Regions from separate parts of the Dromaius novaehollandiae genome. Here region 2 is linked to region 1. Evidence: chromatin contacts called from public Hi-C data. All regions are on one chromosome and are shown on one strand. The core of a region is the stretch at or near the end of the contact, and the rest is flanking DNA. Distances in the headings are between cores, read along the strand shown. Region 1 has its middle 35 kb from the start of TMEM38B. Region 2 holds the start of ZNF462 (zinc finger protein 462).

Evidence for each region. Hi-C and Micro-C count contacts between places; a contact is called where the count stands out from the background.
Region 2: a Hi-C map of brain shows a contact between it and region 1, with 4 times the contacts expected there. The contact joins the promoter of ZNF462 here to the enhancer-like site in region 1. A contact is called at or near these places in 2 of 4 Hi-C or Micro-C datasets (brain and liver).

The regions. Positions count from the first base shown.
Region 1 is chrZ:11,889,164-11,894,319 of bDroNov1.hap1, forward strand. No RefSeq gene overlaps it. Among named protein-coding and RNA genes, the nearest start is that of TMEM38B, 35 kb to the left of the region's middle. Within about 2 kb of position 2,513, at least 1 of the 2 cell types and tissues checked has open chromatin away from gene starts, as enhancers often do.
Region 2 is chrZ:12,201,883-12,207,038 of bDroNov1.hap1, forward strand. It overlaps ZNF462 (zinc finger protein 462), which reads left to right and starts at 2,395. Exons shown (of 12, transcript XM_064501741.1): 1 at 2,395-3,015.

The DNA of each region.
Region 1 (5,156 bases), core at 1,263-3,762:
GTTACTGCCAGACTAGATGTCAACTGCAACACTGCCTCCTCCACCAGCCCTTTCCCTTCCACTCTCTCCTCCTGCCCCATGGCTATTGGCTCTGATTAGCTTAAAATACCAGCAATGCCACTAATACAGGCTCTGCTTGTAAGATCTTCCTGCAGATACCTGGGCCTTTGGCTCTTCCATCAGTATTTCACTCTGGCTCTAGCACACGTAATTTGGCTATTGGAGCAGAAGACAAGGTTTTTGGGCATGCTGAAGCTCCTTTTCAAGCAATGAGTAGGAACCTGACTGCACGTCTCTTTTGATCCTCAAACTCCCACCGACTGACTGAGAAGCAGGAGGCAGTAACCTTAATATCTCTGTGGATCTGACACTTGATCCTCAGAAAATACTGTGCACTGAAATTCCAGATGGGCTGCATGCATGCTGTATCCTAGTCTTGGCCTTCTGCCTCGGCATCAGACTTAACAAGCCCCTCATGACACGTGTGGTTATGATACTCCACGCATGCACTCAGCTGTTTTTCAGTGCCTCTCACCAACGGCTAGGTCTCGCATGTTACTGGAATCAGCGCAAGGACTCCATCCAGCAGCGTGTACCCGAAACCAGTGATGAGGCCAGGAGTGACGCCAGGCAACCCGACGGCCAGATCAGCTCTGCGTTCGGTTATTAGCACCAGATCTTGGTGGACCTGCAGGTGGACTGCGTCCCAAGGTGCTCTCCAAAAGGTGGGAAAAAAGTCACTTGCCTGAGGTGCCTTGATAACGTTATCTGTTATTTAAGTCTTCTTTTCCATCACCTTTCTTCCCCACCTTCCCTGTCAAAAATCAGCATCTACATCTTTGTACACTGGTCACCTCACATCTCCTGCTGTATCTCTTATTCCTTTTCCCCCCTGGAAAGGATAAATCTGAGAAAACTCACTGGTTCTAAGATAGAGCTTGAAACGTTTTTTGAAGGGAACCATAAGATGCAGTCGCCTGTGATAGACAGGGGCTCTCTCTGAGGACCTAGGGGGACTTTTTCAGTCCTGTGTTCCCAAGATGCTGCAGCGTGGATGCTGTAAAAATTTGAAAGATACAAATCTGCAGTACTTTCATGTATTTATAACTCTATTCTAGAGTGGCAGCGAGACCGTGACAAATTCTCTTTATCTACAGCAGGTGTTGACTGTGCTTGAGTGCTCGTTTTCACCAGAAATCTTGAGAGATACCGAAGACTGAGGACAATACCGGGATATCTTGCCCATGCTAATGCCGTCCTTAGGTAACCACCTGGCAACAAGCAGCGAGGGAACCCATCTGTTCTGTCAGGCCTGCAGGGGCATCACGTACAGGTGGGTTATAAACTCCTCGCGCGCAGGCGGTGATGGGACAGTATCGTTCACATTAATGTTTCTGCGCTGCTGTGTACTGTAACATGGCACTGCTCTTTTTTTGAGGAAAGCACGTAATAAAGATCTCAGAAGATGTGCACTATCAGAAATTATTTTCCTACTATCTCTTGGTATTAAGGTTATGCTCTAACACAGCCGTTGTCAACAGATGCAGGCATTTTCCTCGTTTGAAGCAAGTGGGATTCTAGCCCACAGACACTGCTCTGCTCAGCGGTGCTGAGAACAAAGCTAGAATATTAGCTTTCTTTAACCGCCTTGTAGCAATTGGCCAAGGAGCTGGTGGGAAATAGCCTGCTTCGGCTGACGTTTCCCAAACGGATCTCTCATCCAGTTTGGCAGAGTTGTGCAGAATTTGTTTTGATGGGTTTCCCACCCTCTCCTCCCCGGAAGAGTCCTTGGCTGGATGGCGGACGACCTGCCAGAGTCTTCTGGTGCCCAGGGGCAGCACGGACGACCTCAGGGCTTCATTCACGGAGGAGCTCGGGGCTATTTCTAAGCGACGAACGCTGGAAAGCACCTCCCAGGCCAACCCCACCGACGCCGCCCAGGCCTCCGCACCCACGCTGACCCGGTGGCAGCACCCGAGGCCTGAAGCAGAACAGCCCCCAGCGCCCTGACGCCCGGGGCGGCCCGGCCGGGGGCTCTTCCAGGCGACCCCGCCACACCGGGCACCCGCGCGGCCACGAGCCGGGGGCGGCGGCGGGAGGCAGCCGGGGGCCGCCGGAGCCACCCGAGGGCGGCGGCGCGGGAAGCGGAGGCGGCGGCGGCGGCGGCGGCGGCGGCGGGGGGGGGGGGGAAAGGCGCGCGCGCGCCGCCGCCACGTGGCCGCCCCGCCCCGCCCCGCCGCGCGCCCGCCGGCAGGTGGCGCGCGCCCGCCGCCGCCGCCGCGGGCAGCCCCGGTGCGCCCGCCGCGGGGGGGGGGGGGGGAGCGGCGGTGCCGGCGTCGCGCGCGCCCCCCGCTTCCCGCGCCGGCTGCGCGCCCCCGCGGCGGCGGGCGGGTCCCCGGGGAGGCGGGAGCGCGGGGGCGGCGTTCGGGCGGCGCGGTGCCTCCCAGCGTGCGGCGGGGCGCCCGGAGCTGGCGCTTCTCTGCGGCGGCCTCGGCGCTGCTCCGTGAGGCTTCGCGGGCCGCTGGCTGGTTTAATCCGCCCTGCGTTTCCTCGAAGTCCTGCACCCGGCTGCAGCAGAGCCCCTTGCCCCTGCCCTGCAGGAGCCGGCGTGCAAACCGGGAGGAAGCTGCCCGCCCAAACGCAGCCCAGTCTTCTGTGTACGCGTTAACACACGTGCGTACGCGCCGACACATCCCGGAGAAGGTTTCTGCAGGCTTCCGCGGTCTTCCCATACCAGCGCACCTCCACCCAAGCAGTAAGCTTCCACCCTCTGAGATGCTCCTCTGCTCTCCCAATAGGCGCACCAGAACAGCAGGCACTCCTCTGGAAGTACTTACGCTCTTTCTGCAGGAGGATGCGGTGTTTTTTAATATGTGTGTGTAATTTTTAGTTTTGCAGAATGTAGCTACATCCTCAAGGCCACTTGTCATCCACAATGCAACCTTTTTCTTAGGTATTGTTTAATAAATATATGCTGCGTGGTAGTGCTTGTAAGTCAATCAAGTTTAGCTGCTTCAATTAGCAGGATACATTTTAACAGCATATGATATAGTCATTCTCCCAAAATGCTGATTTTGTGAATGGCTTAGGTCCTACACTGAAGGCTTATCCAAGAAGGTGGTCACTGCTAAGTGCATGTCAGTCCTCACTTATTCTTGATGAGAAAATATTAATATAGTCAAATACATCATTTCAACAGCTCCTTGTTTTTTACCATTCTTTCTGGTCTTGTCCTTGTAAATTCAATTTCACAGGCACAATCTGTAACGCAGCAGGTGCCAAGTGTAGCCTTCTTGTTTCATAGGATCCAACTAACTGTCTATGTGGGATTCACTTAAAGAGTAGCACAGGAAGCAATGAAAAAACCTGTGTTTCTGTTATACAAAAAAGAAAAAGAAAAAGAGAAACGGATGGTTTTCAATTAGTCTGCCCTCGCTGCTTGTTTCAGCATTGTTAAAGACCACCTACTACTGTGCTTCCATGTAAGTTGGTTCTAAATTCTTCATGATTGCATTGGAGGAAATGATCGTGTTGTCAGTGATGGCTTTGCTTCTGCAAATAAAGTTTTATAGCCCAGGCCCAGATACTTAGTGGTGCTGAAAGCAAAGGAAGCGAGACACCTAAATACCTTTGAGGATCTGGATTTTTGCCCTTATTGTGAAGTATAACTTTTAGATTCCAGAGCTTGAGCTCTTAATTATTATTTTCTGGATACATCCTGTGACCTGTACTGAATGAATTGACCTATGTGCATGTCCTAGTCCTGTCCTAGGAAAAGGATCTACCTGACGTGTAGTGTCTGCCCCTTTTCCCGATTTTTAGAGCAGATGTAGGCTAGTTAGTCCACCCTGAATAATCTCATGGAGATTCCCCGCGGAAAGGCTTTCTGTAGACGCATGCCCATGACAAGTCTGCAGGACAGGAACTATCCCCACAGAAAATGCACCCTAATTGGCGCCCCAGTAGTGATCGAGATGGCCGGGTGGGTGATGGGACTGAATGACGCTTTGCTGGTGGCACGACTGTGCAGCTGGAGCTCACACCTGCAGAGCCCCCATGCAGGGACCTGTGTGTGGGGCCAGTAGAAGAAGGAGCGAGCACAGCTGAAGGTGTCAGCCGAAGAGCCGAAGAGTGACGTGCACGGCCAGAAAGAGAGCGTGACCATCGCCTTCCAGCACCCTGCACTCTGCACCGCGGCAGCAGGAGCAGCCGGTCTGCCCGGAGCAGGGATGTGCACCGCGCCGGGAACCGAGAGAGGACACCAGGGCGGCTGCAAGTTTGGAGGCAAGTCTCCGAGCTGCAGCGTGCCTGGCTGCCCTTGTTCAGGCCGCAGTGCCAGACCCCCGGGCAGGGGGACACCCCGGAGCCCAGGTTTTCTCGGGGCTGGGATGGCAGAACCACTCGCCCGATGTGTGAGTTGCTCCCTGCCTCTTCTGAGGGGCAAGAGCTGCACGGTGCAGCTGCACGCACGGCCCGAGGATGTGGCTGTAACGCGGGAAACTATCTGACTACTGAGCTGGCAAAGGGGTCTGGCCTTTGGTCTCTGCTTCCACTGTTATTTCCTTTTTTTAAATACAATTACTATTACATACAACATTTCCAAGTGGCACAGAGGGCACCGAGGCTTTTCCTTTTACCCTTGAGAGACTCCAGCCGTGATGTTAGGAAAAGCAGTGTGGTACGAGTGTTCCTTTGGCAACCTTTTTCATGTTTCAAGCAGCAGATATTGACGAAGATGAGCTAAAAGTAATTGAAAAAGTATTAATTGCTTCTTAGGTACCTGGTTATGTGTAAGACATGAGTATTTTAGCCTAAACGGGAGGGGAACGGTTTTATGACCATATAATTAGCAGTTGTGTGAGATTAACCGCAAGACTTATTAAGTCATTTCTGATAGCACAGTTTCCTTTTTTACATTGCTTAATTAAAAAAAGAACACTTCAGCATGTTTTATAACACTGCTTTAAATAAACAAACAGACAAACTTAAATTGCAAGGGATAGTCTAGAGGTCTCTGCTACTGAGATCCGTGGCAACTGAAATGTATCTGGGAAACTGAAGAAAGGTGATGGTCTGGCAGAGAGTGCATTGGTCAGGGGGCATGGAGGCGATAGTTAGGAACATCTTGGGGTGATGATTAGAGTAGCTTGGAGGAT
Region 2 (5,156 bases), core at 1,145-3,644, 310 kb after region 1:
ACCGGCCGGTGTGCGCGGGTGCCCGCGGGCAGCTCGCCGGCGCCCGGGGCCGCGCAGGGATGGAAGAAACTCCCCGGGAGGAAGTTACGGATTAACCTGCCCGGGGGGCAGAAACCTGCCTCCCGGCGCTGCCGTCCGGCGCCGCCGCTGCCGGCCGCCCCCCGATCCGCCGGCCGCTGCGCGCAGGGGGGCTCCGCTCGGCTGCGCGGCCGCTGGGCAGGGCCCCCCGGCCCCTGCGCTCCGCTCCGCCCCGGCGGCCCCCCGGGCGGGGGTGCCCGGCGGGCAGGGGTCCCGCTCGGGGCGGGCGGCAGCAGCGACCCCCCTCCCCGGGAGGGGGAGAGGGCGGGGAACGATCTCCAGACCACCTCCACGACGGGGCATACGTATATATGCGCACATATATATTTTTATATATATATATATATATACACACATATATTGTCTCCAGGCTTGATGCCCAGTCCTCCCGAGAACCTTCATTTTGAAATGGGATTGTTGTTTCCCTCGAGGGTGGCTTGTCAGAAGTCAGGTGTTTTGGGGTTTGTGGTTGTGGGGTTGTTCTATTTCCTTTCTTTCTTTCTTTCTTTCTTTCTTTAATTTAAAATGTAATTTCTGAGAGACAAAGAGGTAAATTATCTGCCTCGGCGTTGATGGTACGTCAAAGATTGCAAAGCCCAGGCTCTCTCTTCCTGCGAAGAGGATGATTTATAGAAAATTGCAGGCAGAACACATGCACATTCTGGCAGCCGTAAAGACAGTCCCTCCCTTTTCCTTAATGTTCTTTTATCAGCTTCTTAGGAGGTGTCCGCTTCATTTGTCTGCATGAAACCAGTAGTCTTAGTAGGAATCCCCAGTTCTGATGTTTTTCCCCTTTTCCTTAAGAAGGATTCTCTAAATCCAACAGTGCTCCTTCTGCCCAGAAATTATTCATTCTCCTATTTCTCACAGCACTTGTTTGGGGGGGGGGGGGGAGTGGAGCGGAGAGAGGAGGAGGGAGAAGATCTTTCTCCTGTTTAGTGATTAACTTGCACGGCTCAAAGAAAGAAAAGATTTAATGGGAGAGATCTTGCCTGTGTGCTTTGTACTCACAGCAGTCTTGGGGATGGGAAGATCGGAGAGTACATGGGTTTAATATTTGACTAGTACCTGGGCAACCGATTTTTGTTATTTTATTTTATTGCTGTCATCGGTGTTTCTGCATTTGGTCTTCAGCTGAGCTGGGAGAGTTCAGACAATGAAGTTCTAACATGCCTGACCTCTCCCACAGCCAGTAAAATCTGGACTGCTTTAAGAAGATCATCTCAGCTTCACCACTCAGATAAAACTTCCTCAGAGCAGGGGAGGGATCTCCCCCTTCACCCGGACCGGAGCTTTGTGGTTCTAGTCTCTCTTCCACCCATGCAAATTGCAGTGCTTGAGGGCTCGAGAAATCCCAGCGATGTTCCAATACCAGTCATGCCCTTGTGTTCAGATTGATTTAGCCTCACTCCCATGCATTGATTTTCTGAGTCTGCACACAACCCCTAATCCCCCCGCCCCGATAGCCCCCCTCCCCCCACTCTCCGATGTTAGACAGAAACCTAGAAAGTGTCTGACTTGGTGTTTTGGGAAGAAATGGAAGGGTGGGGGGTGTGGGGGGGGCGAGAGAGATAGCTTAGCACAATGATTAATAGAAACGAGACTAAATAAAAATGCAGGCTACAGCAGCTTTGTCTTTGCTTTCTTGCCATCATCACCACAACACCTTTCTTTGTGAGCCTTGATCGTTTCTTTCCACGGTTTTAAATAATCAGCCACAAAAGAGCAGACAACTTAGGGTTGGAAGGCATAAAAGTTATTTTAAGTAGGATTATTTATTTTATTTTGCAGCTAAAAAACGTTTCACCAAGCTAGGAAGCAATTTTGGTGCTCATTACTACAAGCTCTCTTTTCTCCTAAATGCTTGTGAGAAATAAAAAACCTGGAGATGACAGTGTCTTTATTTCCGGGAGAAGACTTCAAAATACGTGCCAGAAATGGACAATTCGAGTCTCCTTTCTCCACATCAAATGAGAGCTGGAAGGGGGATTAAAAACCAACCACGTGGTAGATCTGGTTTTATACTTTGCAACCTCCAGCTCCATTTATGTTCTTTACCCTGCTCAGGGAAGATTAGCCTCTAGATGGATGTGTCTGAGGGATCACCTCAGGGGCAGATCTGCCTGCAGAAACCGGTTTTTGCCATGGCTGGAAGAGAGCTATGACCCAGCAGAGAGCTCCATCCGAGCGGCTCCCCCAGCAACGCAGGAGCTGCTGAGCGCTCCTGTGCAGGAAGCTTTGTGAAGGCAACAGCTTGGAAGGGGAAGCTCTTCAGATCTTTCCCCCCTCCTTCTCCTCCTCCCTGGCCTGTGAGTGATTCAGTGTCCCAAACCTTAACTTTTTGTTACCACCTTCCTCCTCTTAATCTCCTTCATCTTCAACACCTCCTCCTCTATCACTACCATCTTCTCCTCCATCTGTCTGCCTCCTGGATCTCTCTCTTGTTTGCTTGCTTTCCCCCCTCCTCTTCCACCTCCCTCCCTCTCTTTCTTCTTGCCTTTTCCTCCTCTCTTTTCTTCTCTTTTCTTTCTCTTTTTCCTCCTCTTCCCCTACACGTTGTTGTTGTTGTTAGAAAGGATTCTTGCACCCCCTGGTGCTCTTGCGTTTTGTGTGGTAGGAGAGGAGATTGTCTTCTTTCTCTCTCTCCCTCTGGTTGCTCATTATTCAGAGAGAGACACAGAGGGTGAGTGAGAGAGAGAGAGAGAGACGGATATCTCAGGTCATCTGCAGCTGCAGCAAACCAGTGAAGGAGAGAGAGAGGGAGAGAGAGAGAGGGGGGGAAAAGCAGGGAAAGATGGCGATCCTCCATTGCTGAGACCTGGCAAGGAGCACATGAGACTCACAAAACAACTTCCACAACAATAACAAGAAGAAGAGCTAGGCAGAGAGGAAGAGGAGAGGAGGCAGCAGCCAGAGCAGCAGTGCCGGGACGCTCCTGTAAGTTCTTGCAATTAAAACCCATCTCCGGTTTGGCATTGGAGAGATCATCTCTCATGTGTATATGTACATATATATCTATATCTATATATTTTTTGGTCTTTTCTGTCTTTCTTTCTTTCCACCACCTTCCTCTGAAATCCATTCATTCGGCCAAGGGAGGAAGGAGGAAGAAAGAAAGGAAGAAAAAAAAAAAGGAGAGAAGAGAGGGAGCGAGAGCGGGGTGTTTTGTTTGAGAGAGAAGTCTCTTGCATGGAGGAGGAGAAGAGGAGGAGGTGCTGGTGGTGGTGGTGGTGGTGGTGGTGGGAGGAGGAGGAAGGCGGTTAATTAATTTTTTGTTGTTGCATTAAAGGGGGGGGGGATATGGGGAGATAAGTGAGATATCAGCCGAGCTTTCGGGGTGGGGGGTGCCCGTGTGGATGTGTGTGTGTGTGCGAGGTCTGGATGGTGCTGTGCGTGTGGACTTGGATCAGAGACGGGAGAGACACGGAGGAGAGAAAAGCTCCGTGCTGGCACGACCCAGGCAATCGGGTGACCTCTTTCTTCCTTCCTTTCCTTCTTTCTTTTCTTTCTTCCTCTCTCGCTCTTGCTCTGCTCCTCTGTCCCCTCTGGCTGCCGTCCTCCTCGCCGCTGGCGAGGCTGGTCCCTCAGCCGGCGGTGGTGCCCCCTCCGCGGCTCTCCTGGAGTTGGGATGCGGGGGTCCCCGGCGGCTTCGGGGCTGGGGGGCTGGTGGTGCCCGCAGGAGGTTGCTTGGAGGAGGACAGCGTTCAGCTGGAGAGCAGGAGCCATTACACACGCTTCTGCTCTCCTCTGAGAGAAAGAGAGCGAGGAGGGAAGAAAGGAAGGGGAAGGAGCCCAGTTCTTCTTGCTCAGTTCCCCGATGTCCCTACCTTTAAACCAGGCGAGGGAGAAGGAGCTTCCTCCCCTGTCCCTTTCTCCACCACCCGGAGCAGCTTTCTCCCTATCTCTCCCCCTCTTTCCCTTTCTTTATCTCCCTGTCCTCCATTTGCAAGCTGTCTGCTTTGGTTCCAGTCCAGGCTCCACAACACAAAGCTTCTCCTCGCTCTCGCACACATGCACACACACAGTCCACAGGCTCTTTATGTCTTCTGGAGAAACCTTCTCCTTCCCCCCTCCGCTCCTCTTAGCATCGTAGTTTCTATCTTCTACACAGAGAGATCCTCCTGGAGCTTCATGTAGTTGTGATCTGATAGGATTTCTCCCCCCCTCACCTCCCTCCTTTGGGGAGAAAAAGGAAAAGTTTCATTCGTTTTTCTGGTGTTTGGAAGGAGAAAGACCTTCAAGTTTGAGTGCTTTCTGCTGCTGCTTTTGTGTGTGTGTCTGTGGGGGTCTGTTTGTCTCATGAAGCTGCTTGCATGTCTAAGAGGAAGTGACTAGTTTGGCAGAGAGCTGTGATCTGAGTCAGGTAAGCCATGTCATGTTCTCTAGCTCCACCAGAAAATGGAGGAGAGAGAGAGTAGACAAAGCTGAGATGGGAAGTGCTCCTAACATCGTGGATGTCTCTCCATGTTTTGAAGCTTTGCTGGCAGTAGCTGGCTTAATCATGATTTTTTCCCCTAGGGTTTCTTCAGCTTTTTCAATGTACAACATTGTGATGGGTCTTCTCTCTGACTTCATGCTATCAGGAAATGAGGATTGGAGGAAATTGCTCAGATTCTCCTTCACACAGAGAAACACATCCTCAGGCTTTTTTGCTCTTATGCTTTCATGTGGAGGTCACCTTTCTAGAGATTTTTCTTTGGTTAAAGACCACAGAATTTAGGAGGTTGATCGGTTGGCCAAAGAAATAGTGTATATATGTATATATTTATAGATTTTTGAAAACATTTGGAGGTAAGTGCCCACAGCTTGAGGCTGCTCAGGTTCTTCCACAGAACATCATGAAATGTTATTTTTTTAAAGTGATGATGGTGATGCCTGATTTTTGGGATTTTTAACTTCTGATTTTCAAGAGCATTTCTTCTTTTGGATGTATTTTAAATTAAGATGAAATATTTTTCCTCACTCCCTAGGTTGCATGAAAATGATACTGTGAAGCTTTTAGCAGGTTCCTCAGAGCACCATAAAACACACAATTTCTCCTGGAAAAAGCTAAACAGTTTTCATAGTTATCTTTTTTG